Regions from separate parts of the Mus musculus genome. Here all the other regions are linked to region 3. A link is a contact called in public HiChIP or PLAC-seq data. All regions are on one chromosome and are shown on one strand. Each heading gives the region's core, a stretch centred on a gene start, on an enhancer-like site or on the middle of the called end of the contact. The rest is flanking DNA. Distances are from core to core; before and after follow the strand shown. Region 1 overlaps Evpl (envoplakin). Region 2 holds the start of Evpl (envoplakin). Region 3 holds the start of Galk1 (galactokinase 1).

Evidence for each region. HiChIP or PLAC-seq counts read pairs in DNA pulled down with a chosen protein or histone mark.
Region 1: a contact with region 3 is called in a FOXA1 HiChIP or PLAC-seq map of pancreatic cancer cells. The contact joins the enhancer-like site here to the promoter of Galk1 in region 3. A contact is called at or near these places in 1 of 39 promoter capture datasets (liver), 4 of 115 datasets of contacts at active chromatin or transcription factors (bone marrow-derived macrophages, embryonic stem cells and pancreatic cancer cells) and 3 of 9 other capture datasets (adipose tissue, liver and pancreatic islet).
Region 2: a contact with region 3 is called in an HNF4G HiChIP or PLAC-seq map of pancreatic cancer cells. The contact joins the promoter of Evpl here to the promoter of Galk1 in region 3. A contact is called at or near these places in 1 of 39 promoter capture datasets (liver), 1 of 484 Hi-C or Micro-C datasets (embryonic stem cells), 1 of 115 datasets of contacts at active chromatin or transcription factors (pancreatic cancer cells) and 2 of 9 other capture datasets (adipose tissue and embryonic stem cells).

Annotation. Positions count from the first base shown.
Region 1 is chr11:116,218,664-116,223,403 of GRCm38.p6, forward strand. Evpl (envoplakin) reads right to left here. Exons shown (of 22, transcript NM_025276.3): 22 at 1,896-4,740. The coding sequence ends at 2,092. It also overlaps the pseudogene Cdk3. Among named protein-coding and RNA genes, the nearest start is that of Gm33250, 4.2 kb to the right of the region's middle. Within about 2 kb of position 1,433, at least 134 of the 459 cell types and tissues checked have an H3K27ac peak or open chromatin away from gene starts, as enhancers often do. A contact at or near this core is called in adipose tissue, bone marrow-derived macrophages and pancreatic cancer cells, where this site is marked.
Region 2 is chr11:116,234,612-116,239,600 of GRCm38.p6, forward strand. It overlaps Evpl (envoplakin), which reads right to left and starts at 3,480. Exons shown (of 22, transcript NM_025276.3): 1 at 3,289-3,480; 2 at 321-420. The coding sequence starts at 3,386. It overlaps Gm33250 (a long non-coding RNA gene), which reads left to right. Exons shown (of 8, transcript XR_389161.4): 8 at 3,536-3,615.
Region 3 is chr11:116,010,724-116,015,132 of GRCm38.p6, forward strand. Galk1 (galactokinase 1) reads right to left here and starts at 1,996. Exons shown (of 8, transcript NM_016905.2): 1 at 1,791-1,996; 2 at 304-493. The coding sequence starts at 1,955.

The sequences.
Region 1 (4,740 bases), core at 183-2,682, 210 kb after region 3:
TGTGCAGGGCAGCTCTTCCCTACCTGTGGACCACTGGCTCCCTACTGATGATGCTTCAGCTGCCTCCTGGGCCTCAGAGCCAGCCCTGTTTGCTCACAAGCATGATGTCCCCATTTCTGGGTTTGCCCATGCTGGGCCAGGGAAGAAAGGGCAGGGCCGCCATCGAGGCCAAAGTGACCTCACCAGAAGGCTATGTGTGCTGCCTAGCAACCTAGCGCCAGCAGGATGGCAGGCACTTCCTGCTAAAGCCACTTTTCCTTCAAATGCTGTTTCCTGGCACCCTGCCTGGGTTATGTGTGTGACTACAGAGAGTGAGCTGCATAGGCCTGCTCTTAGGCTGTTAGCTCCTCCTCCACTTGTTCTGTCTATCCTGCCCCAGCACAAGTGCGCACTCTTTGGACATCTGTTCTCAAGCAGGAGCAGGTGGAACCATGAATCATAGGCCTGGACTCAAAAACTAACTGTTTAACCTCAGTTCTGGGAGCGTCCAGACCTGGCTTAAACGCTGGGGAACTCAGGCTAAGATGGTTCAGTTGGCAACGTGCTTGCCATATAAACATGAGAGCTTGGCTTCAGATCTGCAGAACCACACAAAGCCTGGGGGTAGGGTGGCTCAGTGGGTAAGGCTCTTGAGGCCCAGTCATGGTACCTAAAGCTGAACACAGAAGCAGGAGTCTGTAACTCCACTGCTCCAAGGGCAGGATGGGGGCCTGAGACAGGGGGATCCCTGGAGCTCACAGGTCAGCTAGCCTGGCCTATGCAGTGCTGGCAAACAAAGAGGCCCTATTTGGGGGCTGGAGAGATGGCTGCTCTTGCAGAGTTCAGTTCCCAGCACCCATACCAGGAGTCTCATAGTCAACTCTAATTCCAGTTTGGGGGGAGGGGGGGACCTGCTTTTCAGGCATGGCTCTCCCTCCCCCTGGGACCTGTTGAAGGGACTCCCTCTCTACCCTGATTTCACCCAACAGTCTCTTGTCCTTCCTCCCCCAGCGACTCCTGCAGTATGACCCCAGCCAGCGGATCTCAGCCAAGACTGCCCTGGCCCATCCCTACTTCTCTCCTGGACACTCCCTAGCACCCCAACAATGTACAGCAGGGCGTTCCTCCCGCTGAGAACACGTATGTGGGGCCCACCACCTCACACCCTCGCCAGCTGCCTCCCTCCCTTTCTGCCTTTCTGGGGAAGAACAGACCCTGAGGGGCTTGGGTTCATGTCGTCTACAGGTTGGCAAGTTCCTGTATTGTTTGTTGGATTTAATGGAGCACTTTCGAAAGGCATGCAGGTGCTCCCTGCCCAATTGGGGGCAGGGCACAGAACTCCTCTGAATGACCAGACAGTAGGTGTCAGGTTAGATAAGAGACCCTAGCCCTTCGCCTTCACTGCACAGCTGCAGAGCATGGCCCCTGAGAGAGGGTGCCCTCTGCTGGTCTTTTGGTTTAGGCTGTTGGGAGAGTTGAATTCCAGTTCAGAGGACCTAGTTAAACAGGAGGAGGGGCAGGGCAGTTCTCTGATCCTAAGAGTGGTTACAACACCTGAGGGTGTTCTAAGTAGTCGCGTCATCAAAAATAGGCAGTTGATGTCCTTCTGTGTGACACATGGAAAATAAATGTAACTTCTTCCTGAGCTTTTGGTGTCAATCTTCGTATGGGGGACATGGTCTGACAACAAAGGGAAGCTCTCCACAGAGAGCTAGAGGCAGTTCTGGCAGGAACTGAGGGGCTATGGGGCTTCCAGGGTCTCCTTTCATGACCTTCTGTTTCTCAGGCAGGTGAGCTGGGCACATCTACCCCACACAACACATACTTTGGGGTGGGGGAATCCCCAAGCAGTACTGCTTCTGGGCTCACACCCCAGACACACTGACCCCGCAACCCCAAATGAGAGGAGACTCGGCACAGAGATAATCCATTTATTAGAAGCACGGGGTGGGGAGGAACAACGGAACTTCCCATATTTGGGGACAGAGCCCAACACCACAAACGATTGCGCAGTGAGGTGGACACTCAGGAGGAGGACCCGCTGCCTCGGATTACGCAGCTCCAGGGCAAGGTGACGTGTGCATTCTCCCTCCCCCTCTGCAGAGCCCCTCATCAACGCACACAGGATCTTGGCAGGGTGGGGGAGGCCGCGCGGTAGCAGCGATAGCCTTCTAGCATGGCGGGGAGCAGTAGTAGGCCACTTAGAGGATCTTTGCGGCAGCGCCCCATGGCCTCCTTGTAGCTCAGCCTCTCCTTGGTGATGGGGTCTGTCAGATCCTTCTCGTAGCCGGATTCATCTTGCAGGAGCTGGCCCAGGTCTTCGCTGATCATCCCGCAGAGCACAGCCTGAGGGACGGGGATGCGTCCCGTCCTCTTGGGGTCGATGAGGCCCCCAGTCAGGTGCTGTACCAGCAGGTGGGGAAGCACGCTTTCCTGGGGCATCCAGCCCTTCTGGATGGCCTCACCCACCGACAGCCTCTTCCTGGTGACAGGGTCCTCGATGCCGGTGAAGGCCTTCTGAGCATTGAGCAGCCGTTGAGTGGAGGTGTTCTCAATGAGTCCCCGCTCCACCGCCTTGTGTACGGAGTACCGTTCTCGGCTAAGAAGGTCAACAATGCCTCCCGTGGCTGCCTGGGCCTCCAACAGCTTCTGCCCAGTGATAGGATCCAGCATGTTCTTGGCCACAGCTGCCTTGATGCTACACTTGTTGTCTGTGGTTGTATCGTAGATCCCCGCGATGGGGAAGCTATCCTCAGTGAGCCCAAAAGAGAGGCCTGGGGAGAAGAAGCCGGTACTCTGGGGGCCTGGGGAGCAGACTGGAGACTTGGAGATGATGGACCCAATGGAGAGTGAAGAACTCGGCTTGGTCTCCCCTGCCACAAGCAGGGCAAACTCGGAGATGGGGAGGCGGCCATCTTTGTACCTGTGGTACTCTTCTTTGGAAATGCGGCGGCAGCGGAGGGCGGCCTCGATGGAGTATTGCTTCCCGCTCTTGCGGTCCAGGAGCACAGACTCCTCCCCGCAGGGGCTGGAGGTTGTGACTTCTTCCCAGTCACACTCCAGCTCCTGCAGCTGGAGATACTGGCCTCTGTCGATGACACCCCTCTTGTAGGCCTCGTAAGGAGACATGTCATTGCCGGTCTCCGGTTCCAAGATGCAGATCTTGGTGGAGAGGTTGGTCTCCCGGGTCTGGGTCTCCTGGTTGAGCTCCTCCCGGCTCACCTTGGTGTGCAGGTCCCTGAGGGTCCTCTCTTTCTCGTAGATCTTGTCCTTTTCCTGGAGAATGGCAGCCTCGAGCTGCGTGACCGCCTGGCTCCGCTGGGCGGCCTTCTGGCGCTCGCTCTCCGTCTTCTGGCTAAGCAGCCTCCCCTCCTCCTGTAGCTGCCGGGCTTTCTGCTGTTTCTGCTGCTCCAGCTCCCGCAGCTGTCTCTGCAGCCGCCCGCAGTCCTGGCTTGCCTGGTCCCGGGCCCTCTGGAGCTCAGCTTCCTCGCGGGACCAGGACCTCCTCAGAGCCTCGGCTCGGTCGATCCGCTCCTGCAAGCTCCGGACATCCTCCTCCCGGCCCTTGCGGGCTGCGCGCTCCCGGTTAAGGATCTCCCACACTCGGGCCCTCTCGCCCTCCAGCACCGGGTCCTTCTCGACCCTGATCACTTCCTTGTATATGGTCTTCTCCTGTGATTTAGTTTTCTGGAGGAGGTCGACCTGAACCTGCAGACCCTGGCACTCCCGGTGCAGCTCGGTCACGCGGTTCTTCTCCTGATCCAGCTCGCGCCGCAGAGCTTCTGTAGACCTCTCCAGGTCAGGATCTTTCTCTAACTTGACCACTTCCTCCATGATGATCTTTTCCTGCAGGGCAGGGGGCCGCTTCTCCAGCTCCTGGATCTTCAGGGTCAGTTGCCGCAGCTCCCTCTCGGCGGCCAGCTTCTTGCTGCGATCCTCCTCGAAGCTGAGCCTGGCCTCCTCCTCCTCAACTCTGGCGCCCAGCTGCCGCACCTCCAGCTCCAGCTGCCGCCGGCGCCCCACCTCCTCATCCAAGCTGCGGCTCAGCCGGCTGTGCTCCTCGCGCAGCTTCGGGTCCTTCTGGGTGACCACCACCTCCTGCACCACTATCTGCTCCTCGGGCCGCCTCCTCTCCAGCAGCAGTAACTTGTTCTGCAGCTCGTACACAGCATCCTCCGTGGCTCGCCTCCTCTGGACAGCCTCCCGCACCTCCTGCCGGAGCCTCTCGGCCTCCTTCTCCAGCACCGGATCCTTCTCGTGCCGCACGACTTCTTTGCTCACCATCTTGGTCTCCACCTTGGACCTTTCCCGCTTCCACTCATCGCGTTCGCCCTGGAGCCGGATGAGCTGCTCCTGAGAGCGCCCGTTGGTGTTGACCAGTTCGTTGAGCTGAGCCTTGAGACGGTCGATCTCCCGCAGCACCTCTGGGTTCTTCTCGTGCCTCACCACCTCCTGAGTCACCTCCTTATATTCCACCACGGGCTTCTGAGCCCGCAGGACCTCCAGCTCAGGCAGCAGCTTCTCTACCTCCTGCTCCACGCCGCTCTTCTTGCTGCCTGTCTCCTGCAGCTGGGCCCGGAGCCTCCGGATCTCCTGCTCTGTCTCCGGGAGCACCTGGAAGATCTCGCTGACTCGCTCCTGCAGCTGCACCTTGGGCTTCTGCTTTTCCACCACCCTGTATTTCTCCTGCAGCTCCTGCAGTTCCCTGGCCAACGCGACGTTGTTGTTCTTCTCCTCCTCCAGGAGGCTTCTCAGCCTGGA
Region 2 (4,989 bases), core at 2,230-4,729, 230 kb after region 3:
CCCACCAGGCCCTGGGACTAGTTGGACCACCCCACCTTGGGGATCACCAAGCAGAAGGCTAGGGCATCCATATAGCAGGTGGCAAGGACACCTAGGTCAGCTGTCACACTAAACCCCGTTTCTCACTTTGGCTGAGGCAGGATGCAAAATGTCCCTCTATTTGACCCCTAAAGCAGGGAGCAGGGTGCAGAAGGAAAGCCCTCCCTTCGGCTGTGGTGGGCTGTGGACAGATCTCTCTTCACAGGAGACCCTCTGGGGACTCTCTGGCGTTGACCCTGGGGCTCCATGCCCCTCCCTTCCTGTCCTGACAGAGTCCTTACCTGTTGCAGCTTCTTCTGCGTCTCCAAAATGTCTCTTTCCACCTGGTCAGCGTTGGCTTGCATGCGGGAGATGAGCAGAGCCAGTTCCTGGGTTGCAGCCCTGGTGGATTGTCCGGGCCAGAGGACAGCAATCATGGAAAGGCCCTCTGTGCCAGCCATGTAGGACCCGCTCCCCCATCCCCCACCCCGACCTTCCACAGAGTAAAGTCCATGGTCTGAGCTCTGAGAGGCTCAGCCTTAGATGGAGGACGAGGGTACCGTCCCCTGTAGAGGGTTTAGAAGGTGAGAGTCTAGGACTCTGTGGGGCTACAAAGCATGCATACCTCAGGTCCTCCAAGACCTGCCCAATGCCTGCCTGCTTCCTGGGTTGGTGGCAGGTGGCCCAGAGAGAAAGGAAATTACCTAGGACGGCCTATCTGGCTTCAGGAGAGGCAAAGTGCTAACTGACCTGAGGCCAGGGAGTAAAGGCAAATCCCCAGCCTCAGCTTCTCCCCAACCCTGCCTTGTCCGCTTCCACCGCTCTTCTTGCCCAAGGGGCTTCAGCAGTAAGGAGATTTTAGTGACTCCCTGGAGGAACCAGGCAGGGAGAGGCCAAGAGATGGTTGGGGTGCCCCAGTATCCTCCTGCTGACTTAGTGACCCCGAGGAAGCCTGTTGCTCGGCCCCCAAGCTTCTCGCCCATGCAGCTTTCAGAGGTCCTACTGTGTGCCTGCGCTCTGGGGGTGTGAATCAGGCTGCAGCTTTCAGAGTTCCTACTGTGTGCCTGAGCTCTGGGGGTGTGAATCAGGCAGACCTGAACACAACACCCTGCAGGAGTCACACTCCCTCCGGGCCGCAGGGAAGTGTGAGTGCCAGTGAAGAGAATTGTCTGACTAAGTCTGTGGCCGCGATGGGTCTGGTCCTTCTTACGAGTACTCAGTACATAGCCAAGGTTGGCCTGGCTCGGTCATCCTGCCTCCTCCTCCTCCTCTTCTTCCTCCTTCTGAGGTATTGAGTCCATAGGCATATGCTACCACATTTGGGTTTACTTATTTAATTTTTTTTTTTTTTACCTTAAAAAGACAAACAACAGTAGGGCAGTGGTGGCGCCCCCGCCTTTTATCCCAGCACTCGGGAGGCAGAGGCAGGAGCATTTCTGTGAGTTTGAGGCCAGCCTGGTCTACAGAGTGAGTTCTACACAGAGAAACCCTGTCTCAAACAAACAAACAAACAAACAAAATAAAAAATACTCTTCCCCTCCCCCAAACAACAAGAACCCACAACAACTAAGTCTTATTCTATATCCCAGGCTGGCCTGGAACATACTGTGTTGTCCAGGCTGGACTACCAAGTTCTGGATTACTGGTGTGGGACATGGGTTCTTTAATATCTTCAGCACAGGTTTTGTTCTGCTTCTATGAGACAGGCTCTCACTATGTACCCTTGGCTAGCTCAGACTCACTATATAGCCCAGGCTAGCCTCAAATTCATAGAGATTGCCTGCCTGAGCCTTGAGTGCTAGGATTAAAGTTGGCCTGTGCCACCATGTCTGGCGCTGAGCACAAAGGTCTCCTAGGTACTTAAAGAATTAAGCCATGGGAAGCAGCCAGCTCAGTGCCTTGGAGTCAGCACCCAGTATGTATCATTTTATTTTTATGTGTACGGATGTTTTGCCTAAATGTATGTCTGTGTATCATGTGTGCGTCTGATGCCTGTGGAGACCAGAACAGGATTCCCTGGACCTGAAGATGAATGTAGAAGCTGGGAATTGATCAGAGGTCCTCTGGAATAGCCAGTGCTCTTAGCCATTAAGCCATCTCTCCAGGCCCCAATCTCACTGTGTGGCCCTAGCTGGCCTAGCCTCCAACACACAGATCCGCTAGTCTCTGCCTCTGTCTGGAGTGCTGAGATTAAAGGCAACGTGTTAATTTTTATTGTACGGAAGCGAGCACTTTCAAGGTAGGGATGCCAGTGTTTTGCTGGCTAGGGCATTCCCAGAGGCTAGGGCAGTCTGGGCATAAAGAAGAGCTCAAGGAGTTGACACCTCTGAGGGGAACAAGGAGCCCTCAGCAGGACGTGTGAATGAAGTTACAGGAGTCTGGGACTGGGACCAGGACGCTTCTGGGACTCCAGGGAGAGCCCAGCCTCAGGTTGGGCCTCCTGACAGAGATGCTTCTGCTGGGAGCTATGCACCCCACCCTGGGCTGGGCGCAGTGCCTCAGGGAGACAGGTCACTGCAGTGAGAGTCTTAAGCACTGTCTTTCCTGTTGGCCCAGATGCCCAGCCTCTGGGTTGGCACCCTGATCACTGTCGAGGTAATGGGTACCTGGATCTTTGCCTTTCATCTACACTCTTATCTTGACACCTCTGCACCCCGACCGACACCTGAATCCAGGCAGGCTGCCATCTCCTAGAGAGGGCTTGGGGCCAGTGAGTGGGATGAACGTGGTCAGTTCTCTCTGCAGAGAGCCACTGATCAGAGCATGGCACCACCACCTCCTGTCACCCCCATGAGAAAGGCCTCCTGACTCTTGAAGGAGACAGACAAGACCCAGGGTTGGGACCTGGGGGGAAAGTGGTTTAGGTGGGGTGTACTCCAGCTCAGAAAGCCCTCTCTCTCTTGAGCCTCTTACTCCTGCCCACCCTGAATCCACACTCACTCCAAGATTTAGCCAACCCAAGTGCACCATCAGGGTTGCGTGCCAAAACAGGGAGCCAGATTCTGCTGGTCCCAGCCATCCCGTCCCGCACCTCTGAAAGGGCACCCTTCCCCTGTGCCCCCCAACATCCCTCATCCGCAGGAGAATGTGGGTGGCAGCAGGCTATCCATCCCTTGCTCAACCTGGGCCACAGGCAGGAGAGAGGCCCTTGGGCCCTTAGCCTAAGGACACCAAATGCCAGAACTGAGCTCTGCCGCCAACAGGTAGTTGGAACATACCTGGGCCCTGCACCACCCTGATCCCAGCACCGCTACCCAGGGCCCCACTCACCGATTGTGCTTGTTGGGGGAGCCCTTAGGGGACCCCTTGGCTGGGGAGCCCTTGGGGGACCCCTTCCCCTGGGAGCCTTTGCTCAGCCCCTTGAACATGGTGGTGAAGCAGGTGCCGGCTCAGGCTGGGCTCTCCTGGGAGGAGGGCGGCGGGAAGGCGACGCGCGTCCTCGCTGGCTACTAGCCGGGCTCTGGGGAGGTGGGGCGGCGGTCGGGGAAGGCAGTTTCTGGGAGGCTCCTCCCTGCAGGTGCGGTGTCTCTGCCAGGCCCGGCCCGCGCATGCCCCAGCGCCCGCCCCGACGTGCGCAGCCAGCTCCTGCACAACCAGTCTGGGAGGAGAGGGCACAGCCCAGGGGCGGGGCGCCCGTACGACTCCCACGGAGGTTTGGACTTGTTACACCCACATGCCCAGCCAGAGAGCGGGGATCACACCCAGGTGGGGAAGTGGCCAGGCTGGAGCATAGCGAGACAGACTGACTCAAGCACTTGTTCAGGTCCTGGCTCAGCGGGTCCTAGAGCTGGGGTTAGCCAACCTCAAAGGCTCTTGCACAGAGGTCCACTATCAACCGGGCCCCCACCCATAGCTCGGCCTGCCAGGAGAGGTGGAGAAGTGGAGAGGTGGGGCCACCCGGGCCTTGCTCTGTCTCCCACGGAGTGCTAGTAGACATTCACATCAGACAGCTATCTTTTTTTTTTCTTTTAAGCTTGAGAGAGGCTTTTGCTCTGTAACCCAAGCTGGCAACCAACCTCCCCGCCTCAGCCTCCCAAGTGCTGTCATTACAGGTGGGAACCACCATAACTGCTCTCAAATCTATTTTTAAAATGCGGGTGCCACCCAGCTGGTTCTCCATGTTCAGATAGGAACTCAGACTAGCTTCTGAGAGGCCAGGCTACCCAATGCATACCTTCTCAAGTCACGACCAGAATTGATCAGCCCTGTAGAGGAGCCGCAGGTCTCTGAAGTCCACAAGTACCCTGCTTGTTACTTTGTCTGGTTTCCAGGTAGAAAAGCCACTGACTAGTCCTTGTGGTTTCTACCAAGTCAGACAGACTGTCTGATGATCACATTGTCTTAAGATTTAGTGGCATGGGGCTGGAGAGATGGCTCAGTGGTTAAGAGCACTGACTGCTCTTCCAAAGGTCTTAAGTTCAATTCCCAGCAACCACATGGTGGCTCACAACCATCTGTAAAGGGATCTGATGCTCTCTTCGGGTGTGTCTGGAAACAACTATAGTGTACTCATATAAATAAATCTTAAAAAAAAAGGGGGGGGGCTGGTGAGATGGCTCAGTGGGTAAGAGCACCCGACTGCTCTTCCGAAGGTCCAGAGTTCAAATCCCAGCAACCACATGGTAGCTCACAACCATCCGCAACAAGATCTGACTCCCTCTTCTGGAGTGTCTGAAGACAGCTACAGTGTACTGTATATATTAGTAAAATAAATCTTTAAAAAAAAAAAAGATTTAGTGGCTTGTCTCTCACATCTGACGCCAAGTCAACTCCTATTTCTAGCAGGGCCTCGGTGCAACAGAAGAGGCCCAGCCGTCTTTTGGCTGCATCTCACCAAGAAGCTACTGATCATGGCCACTGAAGTAGAGAGAAGATTCCATTTTCAGCTCCTGAAAGAGGTTGCTAGTAGCAAAGGGAGCCGAAGAAGGCGGAGGGAGGACCTGGCAGAGCCAACAGCCACAGGAAACACAG
Region 3 (4,409 bases), core at 746-3,245:
GAGCGTGGACATAGGAAAAACGCGTGCCTTACCAGCCTGCTCCACTCAGGGAGCCACCCACTCTGCTGCCCTCTGAGTGTGCTGGCTTAATCTTCCTACTAGCCTTCCCGATTTAGGGTGGCAGAGGCCAGCAAGCTAACAATTGAATTCGGGCTCCTCTAATCATACAAAGGAAACCTAGGGCAAGTTCCAAGCCTCCAGAACCTCAATGGCTTTATCAGTACAATGGGATGCTCCACCCTGGAGGAATGCCGAGATGGGGTGAGATGATCCTCCCAGAAGCAGCCTGAGTGAGTCCTATACCTGGGTAATGTTGAATCACTCCCTTGACATAATTGGCCCACTGTGGGATTCCAGGCTCCAAGGACCACTGGGCTGAGGGCAGTGGGAACTGCAGTCTTTGGGGCTCGTCTGCATCTTTGGAAGTGGTGAGAAGAGAAACAAGCCCATCTGTCCGGGGGCTGCCAACCATCACGGTCACGAGCTCCAGTGCCTGGAAGGAGTAGGCATGTGTAGTCTATACCACCTGACAGAAGAAGTCCACCCAGGATCACATCATAGCCACAGAATCTATTTTTGGCTTTTTGTTTTGTTTTGTTTTTAAAGTTTTTGAAAACAGGGTCTCACTGTGCAATCCTGTCTGGAACTTTCTATGTAGATCAGGCTATCCTCTAACTAAGAGGCCCACCTGCCTCTACTTCAGAATGCTGGGATTAATAAAAGTATATGTGGGTGGAATATCCCATTGCAAATAGAAAACTCATGTCACTTGAAGTTCTAGAACAGCCCCAGGGTGACTGAAGCAACCAGGATCCAAACCCCAAGGTTCTGTCGTCTGGGACACACAGGGCCGTGAAGGGAATAGGCTTAGCTTGAAGGAGATGGGAGAAAGCGCTTCAATTAAGCGTTAGCCTTGGGGGCTCAGAGCACAGCCTTGTGGGTCTTCAGGGGCGGGGCCAGTGGTGATAGGAATGTGAACCTGGACTCTGCCCTAGCTAGCGTCCAACTGTGGGCCAAAGGGGACAGATAGTGATCTTATGCAAAAACAGGCCCAGAGGGGCTCCAGACTTCCTCCCACCTGGACCCAGCTCTGCACGCGGTAATCCCTTGTTCAGGAACTACTTATGCGCTGAGAGACCCAGGCTGAGAGTCCAAGAACCGAATGTGTAACTTTGAGGGAGTCATTAGTGCTCTGTGGATCTACTGTTTTCTCTGTAAATTCAAGGGGATGGGCCGGGGGGGGGGGGGGGGGAAGCTACATTTACACAGGTCTACCTTTGCATAGGTCTAGGTCGGTGCTGTGGGCCCAATCAAAGTCAGAGGGCTAAATAACCTCCTTTTTTTTCTTTTTCCTTGTTTTAAGAATCTTACAGCCCAAGCTGTCCTGGAACTCACTTTGTAGTTCAGGCTGATCTTGAACTCGTGGCAATTCTCATGCCTGAGCTTCCCCAGTACTGGACTATTAGGAATGCGCCACCATGCCTAATACTCTCTTATATTGCTTCCTTGGTCCTCACATTTTTAAGAGGTTCATACTTCCAAGTTGTGGGCGATGCCCCCAGAAGGCGGGCTCGAGAAGACAAACCGCACAGCCCCCCTCCCCCCAGCTCTGGCTTCCTGTCTTCGCACGTGGACAACTGCACGTCCCGGGGTCTCTCACGTCTGCTAGACCGCTTCACTCCGCCTTCCACCCGGAGGGTACCCGCCCTCCCGTGCCCCCTATGCCAGCCCTTCCCTACCGCAGGCCGGGCCAGCACACACAAGGAAGGGTCCCCAATGCGGCCCCTCACCATGGGCAGCACCAGGCCCTGGTTGTAGTCCGTGTGCTCCCCGATGAGGTTGACGCGGCCCGGCGCCGACACTGCCAGCTCCGGCTCGGCTCCAAACTCCTCCATGAAGGCCCGGCGGGCCTCGGCCAGCAGCTCCTCGACCCGGGGCGGTCTCCAAGCAGCCATGACGCTCGTCTGCAGCTGGGCGCACCGCCCCGCGGGATGCTGGGGGCGGAGCCACGTGGCGCGGACTTACATTCCTGTCCTTCGCGGGACCCCGCCCCCGCTACGACGGCCCCGCCCATCCCACCTGCAGAGCGGGGTCCAAACTTAGCTCTCCAGCGCAAGCCAACGCGGCAGCTGACAGCTGGAGGAAGAGACTCGGTTGCAACTTGTATCTTCGGTGATGTCCTAGCAGGAGTTTGGGGCTCCCACTTGAGTAGCAGTTAACACAAATGGAGATCTGAACTTCCCATCCATCCCTGAACCTGGAGCCTCTTAATGCGCTCCCATCCCCATCATCATCATCCCTCACACAGCCAGGGCAACACCAACACGAGCTGGCAACAGGAACAGCTGAGTGTCCCAGAGGATCTAGCGAAGTTATGCTAAGTCGTCAGCCCCTGGTCGGTCATGTCTCTAACAGGATGATGTGGTACACAGTCTAGGGATAAACAAGGAGAGCCAAGGTTCGAAGCCTTTTACAGGCTCCTTCTCTGGCTCCTGGCGATGGAGGACTGAAGTTCATCTCATCCAGTGGCCGGCAGGAAGCAAGCTCAGGCACTCCTCGATGACGCAAAGGCTACTGCAAAGATGGCTAATGTTGTTGGCCCCTAGCAGTTGCTTCCTCCACAAGAGCCTTGGTCTCAGAGACATGACCATCTAAAGCCTTCATGCTGGCCCAAATCTTTGCCTGGATTCCTAGCTATTCCTGGTCACCTTGTGTGAAACCTTCTAACAGAAGGACTAAAATGTAAGACAGTAAGAGTGGAGAACGGTAGGGGGTGTAGCTCAGTGGTAGAGAGCACATGCATTCAAAAGAAACACACAAATAAATGTACTATCTTATTCAAAAATTAAATAATTTCCAAGCCAGGCATAGTAGTCCATCTCAGCACATGGGAGACTCAGGCCGGAGGAGCGGCAGTCTGAAACCAGTCTGGGCTAAGATTCTGTCTAGAAAACAAATAAACAGGTTTTGTTAACAAAAGACATGTAAATCAAGAAAGCAGTATGTGGGGCTGGAGAGATGGCTCAGTGGTTAAGAGCACTGACTGCTTTTCCAAAGGTCCTGAGTTCAAATCCCAGCAACCACATGGTGGCTCACAACCATCCGTAATTAGATCTGACTTCCTCTTCTGAAGTGTCTGAAGACAGCTACAGTGTACTTACATATAATAAATAAATCTTTAAAAAAAACAAAACAACAAAAAAAGAAGGTGTGATCTTCTAAAAAAAAAAAAAAAGAAAGAAAATAAGAAAAGAAAGCAGTATGTGAGCCAGGCACGGTGGCACACAGCTTTTTAATCCCAGCACTTGGGAGGAAGAGGCAGGAAGATGTCTGAGTTCAGAGGCCAGCCTGGTCTACAGAGTGAGTTCCAGGACAGCCGAGGGAGAAGAAGAAGAAGAAGGAGAAGAAGAAGGCGGCATTCAAAACAATCAACAAGAAGGAAGAGAGGAAGAAAAAAAGAAAGAAAGAAAGAAAGAAAGAAAGAAAGAAAGAAAGAAAGAAAGAAGCAAGCTCTAATAGCACAGGTCAGTACTCAGGAAGCAGAAGCAGGCAGATGCAGGCAGAAGTAGGGTTGTGGCAAATTCAAGACCAAGGTACCTTACATAGGGCTACACAGTGAGACCCTGTCTCAAGTGGGATAAGGAAGGATGGGGAGGGGGAACGGGACTGGGACAGAGACAGGACTGAAGGGACAGGATGGCTGGAGGACTTTGATAAATCCCCGTATTCCCAGCATCTAAGAGGCAAACACTAAGGAATCCTAGCCAGGTATGGCGGCATATACATTTAATCCCAGAACTCAAGAGTTGGAGACAGGCAGAAGATCTGGAGTTCAAGGTCACCCTCAGCTACATAGTGAATTCCAGGCTAGCTCCTACTAGGTAAGACCCTGGGTCAGGAAAACGGACAATCCAAACAATAACAAATCCTGTTGACTAATTTCTTTTGACAGCCTGTTTTTGAATACACTTCAATACAGCAATTTTTTTCTTTTTTGCATAACTCAAAACAAAAGGCAAGTCTTGTGACCTTTGGGGCTGTCTGAAACGAAAGTCAGAAGCCACGACCAGCTCCAAGGCACCGTGCTGTTGTGTCAGAGTTGGACGCAGCGGCCCCGTCTCTGCTCACATTCTCTACCCAGCTCAGTTCGAAATCTAACAGCCCACAATTCTGTTGAGTGGACCTTGGGTCACAGACTCAACCTGGCTGAACTTCAGCTGCTCCTTTCTGCAATAGGGCTGTGATTGTCTCTTTGCTGTGATTGGTTCCTTTATGTCTAAAGTGCCCAGCAGTGCACCTGATACTTGGGAGCGCGGATTAAGTGTTTGCTCTCGTTATCAGACTTCCATTAATTCAGCTGGCATTATTAGACTCTCCTTTGTGCAACTGGCCAGAAAGATAAAAGGCCT